2 separate regions of the Callithrix jacchus genome follow, and region 2 is linked to region 1. A link is a contact called in public Hi-C data. All regions are on one chromosome and are shown on one strand. The core of a region is the stretch at or near the end of the contact, and the rest is flanking DNA. Distances in the headings are between cores, read along the strand shown. Region 1 overlaps RALGDS (ral guanine nucleotide dissociation stimulator). Region 2 holds the start of RALGDS (ral guanine nucleotide dissociation stimulator).

What was found. A called contact is a pair of places that touch in the nucleus more often than the background predicts.
Region 2: a Hi-C map of skeletal muscle shows a contact between it and region 1, with 5 times the contacts expected there. The contact joins the promoter of RALGDS here to the enhancer-like site in region 1. A contact is called at or near these places in 3 of 3 Hi-C or Micro-C datasets (induced pluripotent stem cells and skeletal muscle).

The regions. Positions count from the first base shown.
Region 1 is chr1:181,694,010-181,700,781 of calJac240_pri, forward strand. It overlaps RALGDS (ral guanine nucleotide dissociation stimulator), which reads right to left. Exons shown (of 18, transcript XM_035261710.3): 2 at 54-164. Among named protein-coding and RNA genes, the nearest start is that of RALGDS, 34 kb to the right of the region's middle. Within about 2 kb of position 1,607, at least 13 of the 16 cell types and tissues checked have an H3K27ac peak or open chromatin away from gene starts, as enhancers often do. A contact at or near this core is called in skeletal muscle, where this site is marked.
Region 2 is chr1:181,729,284-181,736,586 of calJac240_pri, forward strand. RALGDS (ral guanine nucleotide dissociation stimulator) reads right to left here and starts at 1,704. Exons shown (of 18, transcript XM_035261710.3): 1 at 1,442-1,704. The coding sequence starts at 1,459. GBGT1 (globoside alpha-1,3-N-acetylgalactosaminyltransferase 1 (FORS blood group)) reads right to left here. Exons shown (of 7, transcript XM_078330814.1): 4 at 7,044-7,131; 5 at 6,931-6,966; 6 at 6,211-6,345; 7 at 3,659-4,962. The coding sequence starts at 4,913. The coding sequence ends at 4,278.

The DNA of each region.
Region 1 (6,772 bases), core at 357-2,856:
TGGTGGGGGGATTCCCAGCTGCGTCTCATGGTGGAGACCTGGAGCGCACTCACCCCAAGCCAGCGCTGGCCCTTGTTGGCTCCGTGGTGCAGCTGCACCTTGCGCAGGGAGATGGAGTAGATGACTCCGTTGATCAGCTCCTCGCCGATCTCCTGTGTGGAGCTCTGTGAAGACAGTGCCCGGCAGCCGGGCGTGGGGACGTCAGGGGCCTGCCCGGCCACCGTGCAGGGGGGGATGGCCCTCTGCAGCCTGTTCCCCAGATAGAACACAGACTAGAGGCCGCACAGACCCACAGCCCGGGGTGAAAGGAGATCACGGATCAAGGGCCTGGGCTTAACATGGGCACAGAAGGCCACTGTCATGGCAGGCCACTTCTCCCACCCAGCCAGCCATGGCCTGGGATTCGAACATGATGGGTCCACCAGTCCTCCAATCCCCTATTAACTGGCTCTGGCTCCTGCCCAGGACTGGCCTGCTCTCAAGCCATCCGCTTCCATGGTGGGGACTGTTGTTCAGCCATTTCACAGATGGGTAAATGGAGGCTGGGAGAGGAGCAACTGTTTCCAAGGTCATGTTACCAAGGGTAAGTGGTAAGGCGGGGATCCCAGGGCTCTGACACAGCTGAATGATCCAGGCAGCTGTGCCCTGAGAGAAGGTCCCCCCATGTCCCCAGGGCCCGAGGCCCATGGCCGTCCTCACACTCACCCCTCCTCTGCCCAGCCTGGGGGGCCCCGGCTGACCCCATAGCAGTGGGCAGCTCCTCCAGGCCCAGCACTGGCGTGTCAGCAGCACAGGTCTGGGCTGGTGTGGGGCACTCCCGACGGCCGCAGCCCAGCCACTTCCTTCCCCTCTGCTCATTCATGCCCTCATGGCTGCTTGGGCAATGGGAGTTCCCAGTTCCCCAACCGTCATCATGTGAGTGGGCAGTCTGAGAGGTGCCGGTGCTGGTATCCAGGCAAATGCTGGGGTTCCACAGAGCCCCAAACCACAGGCCTAGGCTAGAACAGGAAGGGGGGCATCTGGCTCCGGGCAGTCAGGAAAGGCCCTTGTCCTAGGAGACAAAGACTCCCCCAACCTGGCAGGCTGGCCTTGGTCACTTAGCCGCAATGACCCCCGACCTGACAGCCCCTGGTGCCATCTGCTCTGTCCAGGGACGGGATGAGCTCGCAGAGGAAGAGGAGCTGGGGTAGGGGTAAGGACACCGACCTGTGAGTTTAGGAAGGAGCTGGGAGGTACTGGCCTGGTCCAGGTTCATTAACCCACAGTCAGTGCCCCAACCCGGGTGGGTGTGGAGCTGAGAGACAGTGCTGACTCAAGCCCTTCCCTCAGCCCCAGCAGGAGCCAGGCAGACTGTCTAATGCTGTGGATGGGACCCTGGCCGCCTGCCTCCGGCCCCCCTTCAGAGGCCCAGGAGCCATGCTGGAAGTGCACTTCCTCTGACCCGAGGTCACCCTGCCGCTCCAGGCTTCATACCAACAGGAAGGCTGCAGGTGTCATGCTGGGCTCCTGACTGCCACTGCCACTGCCTCTGGACGGAGGGTCAGCCTATTTCTTGGAAGTTAGCAGGGAACCCACAGGCACATTCAAACCCACAAACAGCCACTGACAGGAAAACAGACATATGCTCACCCCCCTTTTCCTGACTCACATCTCTCTCCTGCCTAGAAAATCGTCGCTCGGAGAAGAAAAGCATTAGAGGTTACAGTGACCAGGGCACCCAGCCACCCTGGCTGCCTCGGGTCCCAGACTGCCTTCTGTGAAGGCCTCTGGCTCAACTGGGAGGGTTGGTCTCCCTCGGGGATTTTGGCCATATCTGGACCAGCTGGGAGGCAGACAGTATCCTGAGTGCCCAAGTCACTGGCGGAGGCTCTGAGGTCTCGTGCAGGACAAGCCCGCCACAGGGGATTGGACATTAACTCCTGGGGAGCCTGGCACAGCACCCAGGTCCTGGCAGAGCACCATCAGTGCCTGCTGGACAGAGGTGTCCCCGGCCAAGCCAACCCCCAGGAGGGGCTGAAGCCAGGTGGCCTTGGCCATCTCTGAGCTGGTCTAGATGGCAGCTGGCCCAGCCCTGCTTGGTGTCATGTGACATCCCTGCACCCTCCCCTACCCCGGAGGCCCTCTTCTGCCAGGTGGTGGCAAGGGATGCAGGCCCAATGCTAAGAGCACGCATGCTTGGGGTGAGGGAGCTGCCACTCTGTCACAGTCGGGGAGACGCTCTAGCCTGCGTGGAGCCGGCCTGTCCTCTCTGTCTTGTCGCAGCAGCCGCAGGCAGGGAACCAGACCATACAGCTATGTGGAGCACAGGCACCATTTAAACTGCCTGCTAAGATGGCAGAGGTGCAGGCTCCAGAGCAAGCTCTCCTGGGGTCTGCGCACAAAGCAGCAGAGGGGGGCCTCTATCCCTTGCTCTGACTCCCCCACAGGACATAGAAAGCAAGCAGCCGACAGACCTGGCCGCTGCCCCAGGACCCTCTGCAGCAGAAAGGCAGGGATCCAGCACCCACAGGCCACCCTGAGTCACTCTGTTAGCAGAGCAGACAGCCCACAGGGTGCTCTGGCTGGGAGTTCCAAGAAGGAGTAGGACGGCCTAGTAAACAGCTGATGCAGAGAAAACGCCTTCCCCCAGGGCAGGCGCCCGGGCAGCCGCTCTGAGCTGACTACTGGGAGGAGAAGAGAATGCCACGTGCCTGGCTGTGTCCTCAGGACACTCCCGCTTGTCCCACCCCCAGCAGGCATGCTGATGTCCCTGGGCTCTGGGACCCAGTCGGCAGCTGTGCCTGCGAACACACGGCCTGGCCTAACATTTGGGTCAGTGCAGTGAGGGTGGCATGACGGCACGGGGTCCCTAGTGAGCAGGGCCCCCACACTCCAGTGTCCCCAGGGACACAGCACAGAGCCCTGAAGATAAGGAGGGAAAACAGGGCCTGGGTGGCATCTAGTAAGTGTGTCACCTGATCAGCCTTCTCAGAGTGACAGGCCAGCAGGATGCCGTGTCCCTGGCTGATGGAGGAAGCCACAGGCCCAGCCCAGAATCCCTCTGGGTAGAATAGTGAGGGTCTTGAGGGGTCCCACGGGGCCTGCCGCACCCCTGCCATCTCCCCACCAAGGCCAATGGCACCTCCTCTCAGCATCCACCCCCTGGTGCCGCTGTGGACTCAGACACCTTTCCTCTGAAATCATAACTAGTGCCCCCTACCACCCCCCACACCCCCACCACAGGGATGGCTCCAGGAACTCGAGGGCCCCTCCCAAGGAGACCTGGCTGAGGGCTGAAGTAGAGTGAGGAGCCCAGCAGCCCTGCACCACGCGCTGCTCTGCCCCGGGCCGCCCGGGCCCAGTGCATGGAAAGAGCCTCCATGTGCGTGAGATGGTCCTGGGGGAACTCCCACACCCCTCCGAGCTGCTGCTCAGGTCCCAGTCAGCAGAGGTCACCTGGGGCGCTTGCCAGCCCCCTACAGTTCTAGCCCACCACACGGCAGTTCACCGTCTCAAGGGTCCAGCTCCCAGCTCTGCCCAGCCCCTCGACCCTTGGCCCTGGGGAGGACAGCAACAGCTCTCACAGGCGACAGTGGGGGTCAAGAGAGAACGCATGCAGCTTGGTGACTGACAGCTGATGGGGTGGCTGGGAAACACTGACACCACAGCCCCCAGGGCCGGCGATGGACACTGGGTGGTAGAAACCTGAGGGGAACTTGTCTGAGACCTGCCTGAGGCTCGGGGACGTGGCCCATGGGCACTGTAAAGAGAGGCCGAGTCACCCTGAAACCCGGTGGGCGGGGGAAGCTTTCTGACTTGAGCTTTTGGCTCCAATACAGAAGCCAAACGTGAACCGCATCACAAGGCTGCTCCCTCTCTGCAGGGCCCAGGCTCCTGGGGCAGCGCAGCACTCACACTGCTGTGTGCCTTCTCCGTCCTACAGAAGTGGGACCAAGGCCCGGAGAGCGGAGCAAGTAGGGAGTGTACAGGCTGAGGGGACAGCCTAGGACTTCTCAAGTCCATGTCCTGGTTCCTCTCAGACCACGAGTCCAACCAAGGGAGGCGGAATGCAATGGCAGCATGTCCATGACCCGCCTGCCCTCCAGCTCTGGGTGGGTGGACCCAACCCTGATCCTCAGGTATGAACAAGGCCCCAGATGACAGGAGGCCAGCCCTGGGTGTGGGTGTCCTGGTCCTGGGCACTGCAGCCCACAGAGGTGGCCTCGGATGGGGCTGACACGAGGTGCCTAGCCACTAGGGAGCTCCCTGTCCCAGAAAGTGAAGGCTGGGAACCAGCCTGTGCTGAGCCCCTCAAAGGCCAGCATAGCTCTCCAGAAACCCTCCCTGCCAGCCTGTGCCTTGCTACTCACTGATGGGAAAACTGTGCCTCAAGCAGGAGAGGGGAGACCCAGCCCTCCAGATCAGCCACAAGCCTCGTGGGTCTGAGGTCCCTGTCCACACCCGGCCCCTGACAGGTAAACACAGGGCCAGGCCCGGGAGGGCCATGGCTGGTGGCAGCTGAGGAGGAAGGTGGGCTGGTCCCAAGGGGGTGTAGGGCAGGGCCAGCTCAACGTCCAGCCCCAACTTTAACCAGCCACAGCGCCCAGCATGTGCAGGGGCCTCCTGGGTGTAAGCCGCTTTGCAGACCCACCACGTTTAATCCTCCTAAGGCCCTGCCTGATGGATAAGGAAGCAGCCTGGCAAGAACTCACCCAGGTCAGGGATTTGAACCCTGGCCCATTAGGACCCATCCAGGCCTGGCGCTGCCTCTGCCACGGTCCCAGGCTTGGAGCAGAGTACAGGCGCTTGTGGCACAGATGTGAAGGAGGGGCTAGAGATAGGAAGGACTTCCTCAGGTAACACAGCAAGTTCGGCGGGGAGGGTGGCAGGGCCAGCTCTCCAGCACCTGCATCTCCGAGAGGTTTGTGGACGTGCCCTGGGCAAAAGGCCTGCAAGATGCCAGGCCAGGGAAGTACTGAAGGTGCCAGGTGACATGCCCCAGGAGCCCAGGGCACTTGGTAGGCTCAAGCCACTCCCCTGGCACCTCATCAGAAAACCTCATTGTGGCAGCTGCCACCTGTCCACTGTGCCAAGCACTATGCAGGCTGCTTTCAGGCCTCCTGTCTTACTCGGTCCTCACCAGAACCCTACGAGGAGGAGCTGGCATCACGTCCACTTTATAGATGAGGAAACTGAGGCTCAGAACACGTCTACAGCTGCCAGGGAGCTGAGCTGGCATTCCAGCACAGCTCTCTTCCCTCCAGAGCCCAGGCTCCCTACACTTTGGTTGAACATGGACAAAAGGCCCCAGGAATGACTGCAGGGGAGGCTGCCAAAGCACGCAAGTTCCCTATGGCAGAAGACGCCACAACCCTCCAATGCAGGTGCACTGCTCTGCTTGCCAAGCAACCATTGGGCTGTCATCCCACTTCCTCCCTGGCCTATGGGCAGCCACGGTGTTCGGAACTGGGCGAATTGGGTCTGCTCAAAGCTCAGCTTGTCCTGGGCGAGCTGCAGGCTTCAGTGTCTGCCCCTTGAGAATCAAATGCGGAGCATCGCCCTGCTGGTGCCGCGTATCTGGGAACATGGCGATTCTGGGCCTGCAAGGCTGGAAGTCCAACCCTGGCACACGGTGGCCACAGCATGGCGGTACCACGCCATGGGAGCCATGTGGGCGGCTGGCCAGCAGCCCTTGGGAACTAGTCGTCGACTGCCGGGCACAGCTTCCTGAAACCGCCCCACTGGCTCCTTCAGAGCCTGCTTGCACAGGGCCAGCGATAAATCTCCCCAGTCTTCTCTCAGTGGCAATGCAGACCGGGCCTGGAATTGTCCAATTTCCAGGTTAAGAATCAGACCCCAGCCCTGCCAGGGAGCAGCATAACATCTCCCTGGGCCATTCCTGAGCCTCCTGGGAAACAGGCCAGCATGCCTGAGCATCCCCCACCTGGAGAAGGAAAGACCCAGGACCAGCCAGCCTGTTCCCCCTCTTCTCCTGGGGGACCCTCCCTAGGAGTAGAGCAAGAGGAGCAGAACCTGAAGGTCTTGGGGGCTGCCCCTTTGAAGTCACCTAGGAAGCTCTCCTGGAAGACCACAGTCTGCACACATGTCCACATGGGGACAGGTCCCTTGCCTCGGGGTCTTCAGTGTCAAAAGTACCATGAGCCCTAGGAATTAAACCAAAGACCTGCACACAGTGTGGTCAAGAGATCAGAGAGTGGGAAGGCGTGGGAGACCAAAGGGAGGTGCTCCCTGTGAATACAGAGAAGCCGCCTTCACTTCTACCCACCTACAACTGCCCTCAGCCTCCTACCCCCACCCTCCCAGGGGTCCCTGTCCAGCCACCAATGAAAAACAGAGCCCCGGGTAGATGAGGATTGGGGGAACATGTATGGTCCGGACATCTGCCAAGCTCAGGAGGAAAGGGTCTCTCAGGCATGGGGTATTCCCCACCAAGAGCTCTCCCCAACACTGGGTGGAGAAACGTGTCTTTGGGTCAGAATCCTGCCTCTGCCACTGATGCTTGGTCACTCCATGCAATCTAACCTCTGTCGCCTCTGGGTTCATCTGTCAAGTGGGCTCTTAACAATCTTGACCTCAAAAGAAGGTGATGCAAATTACTTAGTCTAGGACCTTCCCAAAACATGCCGGCTCCTATTAATATTTTAAAGCTTCAGGGTCCAGCTCTCCCAAGCGTCCTGTGGCCGAAAGCACTTTTGCCTTCCTCTGAACCATAAGCTTCCCTACCGCTCACCTGACGGGGCTTCTGGGCTGCCTGGCCCTTGACAGTGAGTAT
Region 2 (7,303 bases), core at 454-2,953, 35 kb after region 1:
CTGAAGGGAAAGAGGAGGCTCTGAGAGCCCCCTCCTGCCTCTGAGCAGCTAACTTTGTGGAGAAGGATGCTTGTAATGGGGGGTGTGCGTTGGGTGGAGGCCGGGGTCTCCCAGAGGGACCTTGTGGGGCTCTCCCCGGCTTCAGTTGCTCCGTGGAGCGCAGTGGGCACTGCCTCCCCCTGGTGGCCGGCACTAGCACAGCAGCCTCAGGCCGAAAACGCAGAAAACAAAACACACACCTTTGTTTGGGTGTTGTCAAGGTAGCAGCTCTCCTGGGTCCCAGGGGGTCAAAGGAGAGGAACCTGCAGTCTCTGGGGGTAATTCAAGGAGCCTCAGAAGCTTCATTTGCTCCCCTCTTTCCCTCTGCTGGCTCTGGGGTGTCCAGTTCACTCATGAGGCCTCCTCACTCCAATCAGGACAAGGCTCTGGCCCCACTTCCAAACAAGAACCCTGAGGCTCCAACAAGGACGGTCTTGTCCCAGAAGAGTGGTCCAGTGCTTGGCCAGGCTCTGCAGCCCCCAGGCTTCTCTAGCTCAGAAGGACCTCCAAAGAAGGCATTTTCCACAGACCTCGCTGGGTAGGGGGGATATCCCCAATGGAGACCTAAGGCCGACACATCTAGAGCCTGTGGGACCCTTGGGGTCACCCAGCCAAACTTTCCAATTTATAGAGTAGGAATCTGAGGCTTCCTTTCCTCTAGCCCTGTCTGCACGGAAGGGGTCTTTTCCTACTTCCAAGTGATCACAGAGGCAAACCGAGAACCACACAATCTGTCATCTCCAGGCTGCCCTGGGGTGGCTCCAGTCCAGACAGACCCTGGGAACCTTGGGGGAACCCGTGCCCATCAGCCTGGCGTGTGTCCCCCCCCTGGCCCCCGTGTAGTGGCCCCGAGCATGTTGCTGGGGACTGGATGCCCCTGCCCACGGCAGAGCAGCCCCTGCCCTCTTTCTTCTTTCCCCATAGCCACCTCCCCAGCGACCCGTCCTACTCTGAGCCCCAGGAAGTGCATGGTGTGTGTGTCTGCGTGTCCGTGCGCGTGTATGCGCAGGCCTGCGCCTGTGCGTGCGCGGAGATGCCCAGGCAAAAGAGCCCACATGAAAGGAGGGCAGAGGTCCCCAGGATCTTAGGGGCTGTCAGTCCCAAAGCAGACCCCATGGGAAGGGTGAGCTGAGCCCTGCCTGGACTAAGAGGCCGGAACTGTCCCTTCTCCTCTGGATTCCGCCCACTTCGTGTGCCCAGGCCAGTCCCTGCCCCTCTCCTGTCCTCAGTTTCCCTACTGTCCCGGGCGGGGTTGGACGCGGAGCTGCGTCAGCGCGCGCTCAGCGTGGACGCGGCGCCGGGCTCCCTCTCCACGGTGGGTGTGGGCGGGGGCGTGCGGTCCTCCCTCCACCCGCGACACTACGCGGGGCCCCGGCCCAGGCCGGGGCCGGCGGGCACTCACCTGGCAATCTACCATCATCCTCAGCCTCTACGGCTCATCGCCGGCCCCAGGGCGGGGCTCGGGGCTGGCAGAGGCCGCTCGCCTCGGCCCGCGCGCGGCGCAGGGGTGCGCCCGGCTGCGGGGCTCATGGCGTGGCCTCCGGTCCCCACCGGGCCCAGGGCTCCGCGGCCCTCGCTGCCGCCCCTGCCGCCGCCAGCGCCGCTCCCATTGTCTGCGCCGCGCCGCGCCGCGCTCCGGCCTCTCGGGCCCCGCTGTTCGGTTCCGCCCCGGCTCCCGGGGCTCGGGCCGGGGTGGGCGGGGACAGCCGCGGCCCCGCCCCAGCCCACCCGCAGGTGCGAGGGGCGCGCCCCGCCGCGCGAGCTCGGGGGCGCGCTCAGGCCTCCCTCCCGCGTACGGACGCGGGTGGTCCCCGCGAGGGGCAGACGGGCCCAGTGTCCAAGGCCGGACGCGCGCACGGGGCCTGCACGGGACCGCGGACAGCGCGTGCACGTCACCCCGCCTCGCCGCGCGCACGCGCCACGCAACAAGCGCTGTGTGCGGCCGATCTCACGTGTCCCTCCGCCTCTGCCGCCTGCTCAGTACTCCCCACCCCGCTAGGACCTAGGGCCACCCTCGCCCCAGCCGGGGGGCCGCTGTATCGGCGCGTGGGCGTCACCAAATATACAGGCTCACCCTGTCGCCCAGCACTCCAATGCCACCTGCTGGACTCGGCTTGGTGGATGGCTGGGAGCTGGGTGACAAGAGGTGACAGCGGACTCAGCCTAGGCGGCGAGAAAGGTCGCCCCTTCCTCACCTCCCTCCTTGTCTTCCCTGACAGAACCCGGGGCCACCAGCTGCAGCCCCAGCTGGTGTAAGTTGCAGCTCCAGGGAGCCTGGTGGGGAGGGGGTCACACCGAGGTTGAGCGAGTGTTGGGGGTAGTCACTGTTATTAGGGCTCATTGACTTCGTCTCTTTTTATTATTTGTTTTTTGAGACAGTCTGGCTCTTGTTGACCAGGCTGCAGTGCAGTGGTGAGAACTCAGCTCACTATAACCTCCACCTCACAGATTCAAGAGATTCTCCTTCGTCAGCCTCCCAAGTAGCTGGGGTTACAGGGCAAGCCACCACGCCTGGCTAATTTTTGTATTTGCAGTAGAGATGGGGTTTCATCATGTTGGTCCGGCTGGTCTTGAACTCCTGACCTCAGGTGATCTGCCCACCTCGGCCTTCCAAAGTGTTGGGATTACAGGCGTGAGCCACTGTGCCCAGCTTCATCCCGTTGAGTATCAGAGCTGAGGCACCAGCACTGCGTGCCACTCAGCTCTAAGTGACCAAGCCTTGCTGTGTGTGGTGATCCCCACTTCATGGCTCTTCCCAGTCACTCATCCCTGAGCTGGTCATCAGAGGCCTCATCCTGTGTTGGGGTCTCGCTGGCCAGGTATCCCCTGAGTCCCACACTTGGACTCCATTTATATTTATCTTCCTGCTGGGACAGACCTGCAGTGACCCCTGCCTCATTGCCTGGCATTCAGAACGCTGTGTGACCTGGTCCCTATACCCCAATCCAGGCTCCTGGGGCCATCCTGACCCAGGAACCCCATCAAGCCCCTGCCTCGCTCAGAGCCCCTCCCAGCACCCCCACCGTGTCCTCCTCCACAATGTACTCACCTTCAGAGCCGCACTCCTCCCAACCCTGTGCAGCCACAGCCTTGAACCCAGATGACTTGGGTTCAAACTCACAGCTGGACCACATCACTGATAAGCTCATGGTGACCTCTCAGAGTCTCAGTTTCCTCTACTGAAAATGGGCCAGTGACTCCCACCCTGGGAGGGTATGCCAGGGATAAAGCTGGGTGCAAGTGGGGTGAGGGGGGTGGAGAGGGAGGTTCTCCCCTGCTAGGCAGAGCTACCCAGGCCTCAGAGTCTGCTGTTACCTCGGGTCCCCAGGTCCCAGCCTGTAATCCCAGCACTTTGGGAGGCTGAATCACTTGAGGTAAGGAGTTTGAGACCAGCCTGACCAACATGGTGAAACCCTGTCTCTACTTAAAATACAAAAATTGGCTGGGTGTGGTGGGCACCTGTAATCCCAAGTACTCAGGAGGCTGAGGCAGGCGAATCGCTTGAACCCAGGAGGTGGAGGTTGCAGTAAGCTGAGATCGCGCCACTGCAATTCCAGCCTGGGTGACCAGAGTGAAACTCGGTCTCAAAAAAAAAGTTAAAAAATAAAACCACCCTAGCTAGGGTCGAACACACAGCACCTTTATTATAAACTACCCCAAACCCCTTAAGAAGGAGGTGGCTAGTCCCCTGAGAGTGTGGCTCACCTGGGGGTGCAGGAAACCAGAGGGAGCCTAGACTTGCTCCATTTCAAAGGCTTGCTCTGGGGGCCTGAGTGAAGAATTGGCTACATGTGGCTATGGGACATCAAGGGACCCAGGACCCCTGGGACCAGAGAAAAGGGGCCTAGGGCACCTTCACCCTAGGGTATTAGAAATGCAATGTTAAGGGCAATATGCAATAAACGGGGGGCTGGCGCAGTGGGGTTCAGGCACTGAGTCAGGCTGAAGTTTCACAGCCTGCCCCGCAAAGGCACAGCTGCAGAACGCAGCCAGCTTTCCAGGCCTGCTTTGTAACCGCACCTCCCCTCCCCGCCCCCATGGCTCTTCTGCCACATTACTGTGTGATCTTGTGTTCTACTGTGTGCACAGCCCTCTGCAGTTCATAGTGGCCTTTCCACATCCATTGTCCAGCTGAATTCACCTGACTGACAGAGGTAGGCGGGACAGGTCTGACGTGAGCTGAGCACTGGTGGCTGCAGGGCTTTGGGTCTTTATCCGTGGCAGCTCCAGCTCTGTGCTCAGCTCCTCAGGCAGCTGATATCCTTGACCAGGGTAGAAAAGCGGATCAGCTTCAGGCTGGGTGGCTGGGGCTTCCTGTCATCCCAGAGGTACTCGGGGGACAGGACCTTGGATGGCTTATTTGAGATGAAGTGACGGTTCAGGTGGCTTTCCTCCTGCCAGGCTGCCATGACGCCATTGGCCTTGTCCGCCAGGATGGCCATGTGGCAGCTCCTGGTAAACTCATATACCCGGGCCACCTGCCCCCCAAAGACCGCCCCACCATAATAGAAGTCCCCTTCGCTGTCTGCCACAAAGGCAGTGGAAACACGCCTGCGCTCGTAGGGGAACTGCTGGCGGGGTACGGCGTAATAGCCAGGGTGAATGGCAGCCACCAGGTCTCCCAAGGTCTCAGGGCCCCATGGGTTCCGAAACACCATGTCCACATCAAGGCAAAAGAGGTAGTCCACCTCCCGGTGAGCCCTCTTGGCAATGTGCTGGCTGATGGTCTCCATCCGGCGCATAGAAATCTCCTCCCAGTGGGAGTGACCCTGGATGGGGATGGTGCCGAGGAGCCGGTGGGGCCCCAGAGGGACCCGGGGAATGGCTGCGGGATTGTCAGTGAAGACGTAGTAGTGCACCCAGTACCCCCGCATGAAGAACTCCTCGGCTGACTCCAGGAAGGACTGGACGAAGTGAGTGTACCTAGTGATGATAACCCAGTCATCCACCGCTACCCCAGCAGCCTGCCTGGGTCCCCACTGTGTTCTGGGGTCAGCCAGGCTGGGGGCCACTTCCCAGCTCCCCATCTCAAGATGTCACTCTGCGCTGACCCTCTGGGTTCTCATTTGTCCAATTCCCAAGATGCTAGTACCAGCCTCTTTTTTTTTTTTTTTTTTTGAGACGGAGTTTCACTCTTGTTACCCAGGCTGGAGTGCAATGGCGCGATCTCGGCTCACCGCAACCTCCGCCTCCTGAGTTCAGGCAATTCTCCTGCCTCAGCCTCCTGAGTAGCTGGGATTACAGGCACGCGCCACCATGCCCAGCTAATTTTTTGTATTTTTAGTAGAGACGGGGTTTCACCATGTTGATCAGGATGGTCTCGATCTTTTGACCTCGTGATCCACCCACCTCGGCCTCCCAAAGTGCTGGGATTACAGGCGTGAGCCACCGCGCCCGGCCTTAATACCAGCCTCTTATAGCTGTTGTAAGCATGTCCCTGGTAGAGATTCTTATGCTCCTGGACCAGGGGAACTTTTATTGAGCAATTTCTAGGTGCCCAGCAACATTCTAAGAATTCTTATGATCTTTGATCTTCATAAGCTACCTTAAAGCTTGCCTGTTTTATAGGCAGGAACACTGAGGATCATTATAGAGAAGAAAGCAGCCAAGAAGCAGGTGAGTGGAGGAGTCAAGGGAAGGCGAGTTGTGCTAGAATCTGGGGGCATGGAGAGGGTGTGGTTGACACAGCCCCGCCCCCAGGCCAAAACTCATTGGACAAGGGGGTCACCTGCCCCAGTGGGCCATTCATCATCTGGCCATTTAGGGCTTGGGGGCCCATCATGGTCCTTCTCTCAACAGTCCCAGGAAGGAGTCCCCGAGGTCCAGAGCAGGGCTGCCAAGTGGCCGCTCCTAAAGGAAGGCCAGGTGGGGTCTGGGGAGAGACCAGGGCAGACGATGGGCCCAGATGAAGCAGGGAGGGGCAAGGGGTCCTGCTGACAAAGGCTCCACTGTCCCCTCACCTGGACTCCGCCTCCTGTCTATGCTAGGGCCAGACCCCCTACCCTAGGAAGCCCCATCGCACCCTACTCTGCACTTTCTGTCTGCTCGGCACCTGGTTCTGAGCCCTCTGGGTGCCCAGCAGGGTCCTGTGTGCACATCTGGTCTCCTCCCTAGACTGTAAGCTCCTGTGGCTCAGGGAGCCTTCCTTCCCTCCCGCCACCTGCTACTCACTTCCCCACGGCAAACACCGTGACCCCGATGGTCAGGTTCAGCGGCTGGTAGATGTGCTGCAGAAGCTCTGGGTTGAAGGTTCCCTCGGAGACGATGGGGGCCAGCCAGGGCGTGAGTGTCAGCAGCTGTGTGGGCCTGGCAGCAGGGGGCCGTGGGCACTGAGACCCTCCCCTGTGACAGCCTAAGCCTCATCCCCTCCGTGGCTCTCACACTGTGTGACCCGGGGCCACTTCATCCCAATCTCTGGGCCTCCCTTTCCTCATATGGAAAGTGGGGATAATAATAGCCACCTCCCAGCAGGGCTGGGAGGACCAGGAGTTAACACACACGAGTAGGGGCCTGGCATTTTCCATGTGTGCCAAGCCCCTAATAAATGAGGGTCATTAATAAGGGCAAGACAACGTCATCATGAACAACAGCCTGAGCACCTACTGAGTGCAAGCACGGTGCACATGTTACAATACCTCTCCTCTGCTCCTCCAGCCTCCAGTGAGCTAGGTACTATTATGTACCTGCACAGAAAAAGCTCAGGGCAGTTGGTTATCCTGCCCAAGGTCACACAGCCCAGGTCCCTGACCCCCAACCCTATGTCTTTCCACAGCCCCTAACTCTGTGGGCCCCAAGGCCACCTTGACGTTGGCACTTCCCCCACCCGAACGTATAAATCAGAGCTCTTTTGGCCCCTCCCCCTGCTGTGTCAGGCCTCTCCATGACACCTACCTGTGCTCCAGCAGCTTGGGCTGGGGGTATTGTGACCTGCAACCAAGAAGGACCGGTGGTGGGGGGAGCCAACACCCTCAGGGACACAGAAGGGGCAATACCAGCCTCCTTACCATGCCACAGGCTGGAGTGGCTTCTCCCTCTCGTAGTGCAGCTTCGTGTTGCTGGTGGCAGAGGCAAGAAAGAGCCATCGTCATGGGGCTGGGGACAGAGACACTCAGCACAGGAAGAAGGAGGAGTCAGAAGTCCCCTCGGCTGGGCACCCATGGTCCATGTAGGCTCCCTCTGACCTTCCCTCACAGCCCCACCCAACTCACAGAGGAGCTGGGGACCCCTACAGAAGTAGTCTGCAGGTCATTGAGAGAGTAAGTGA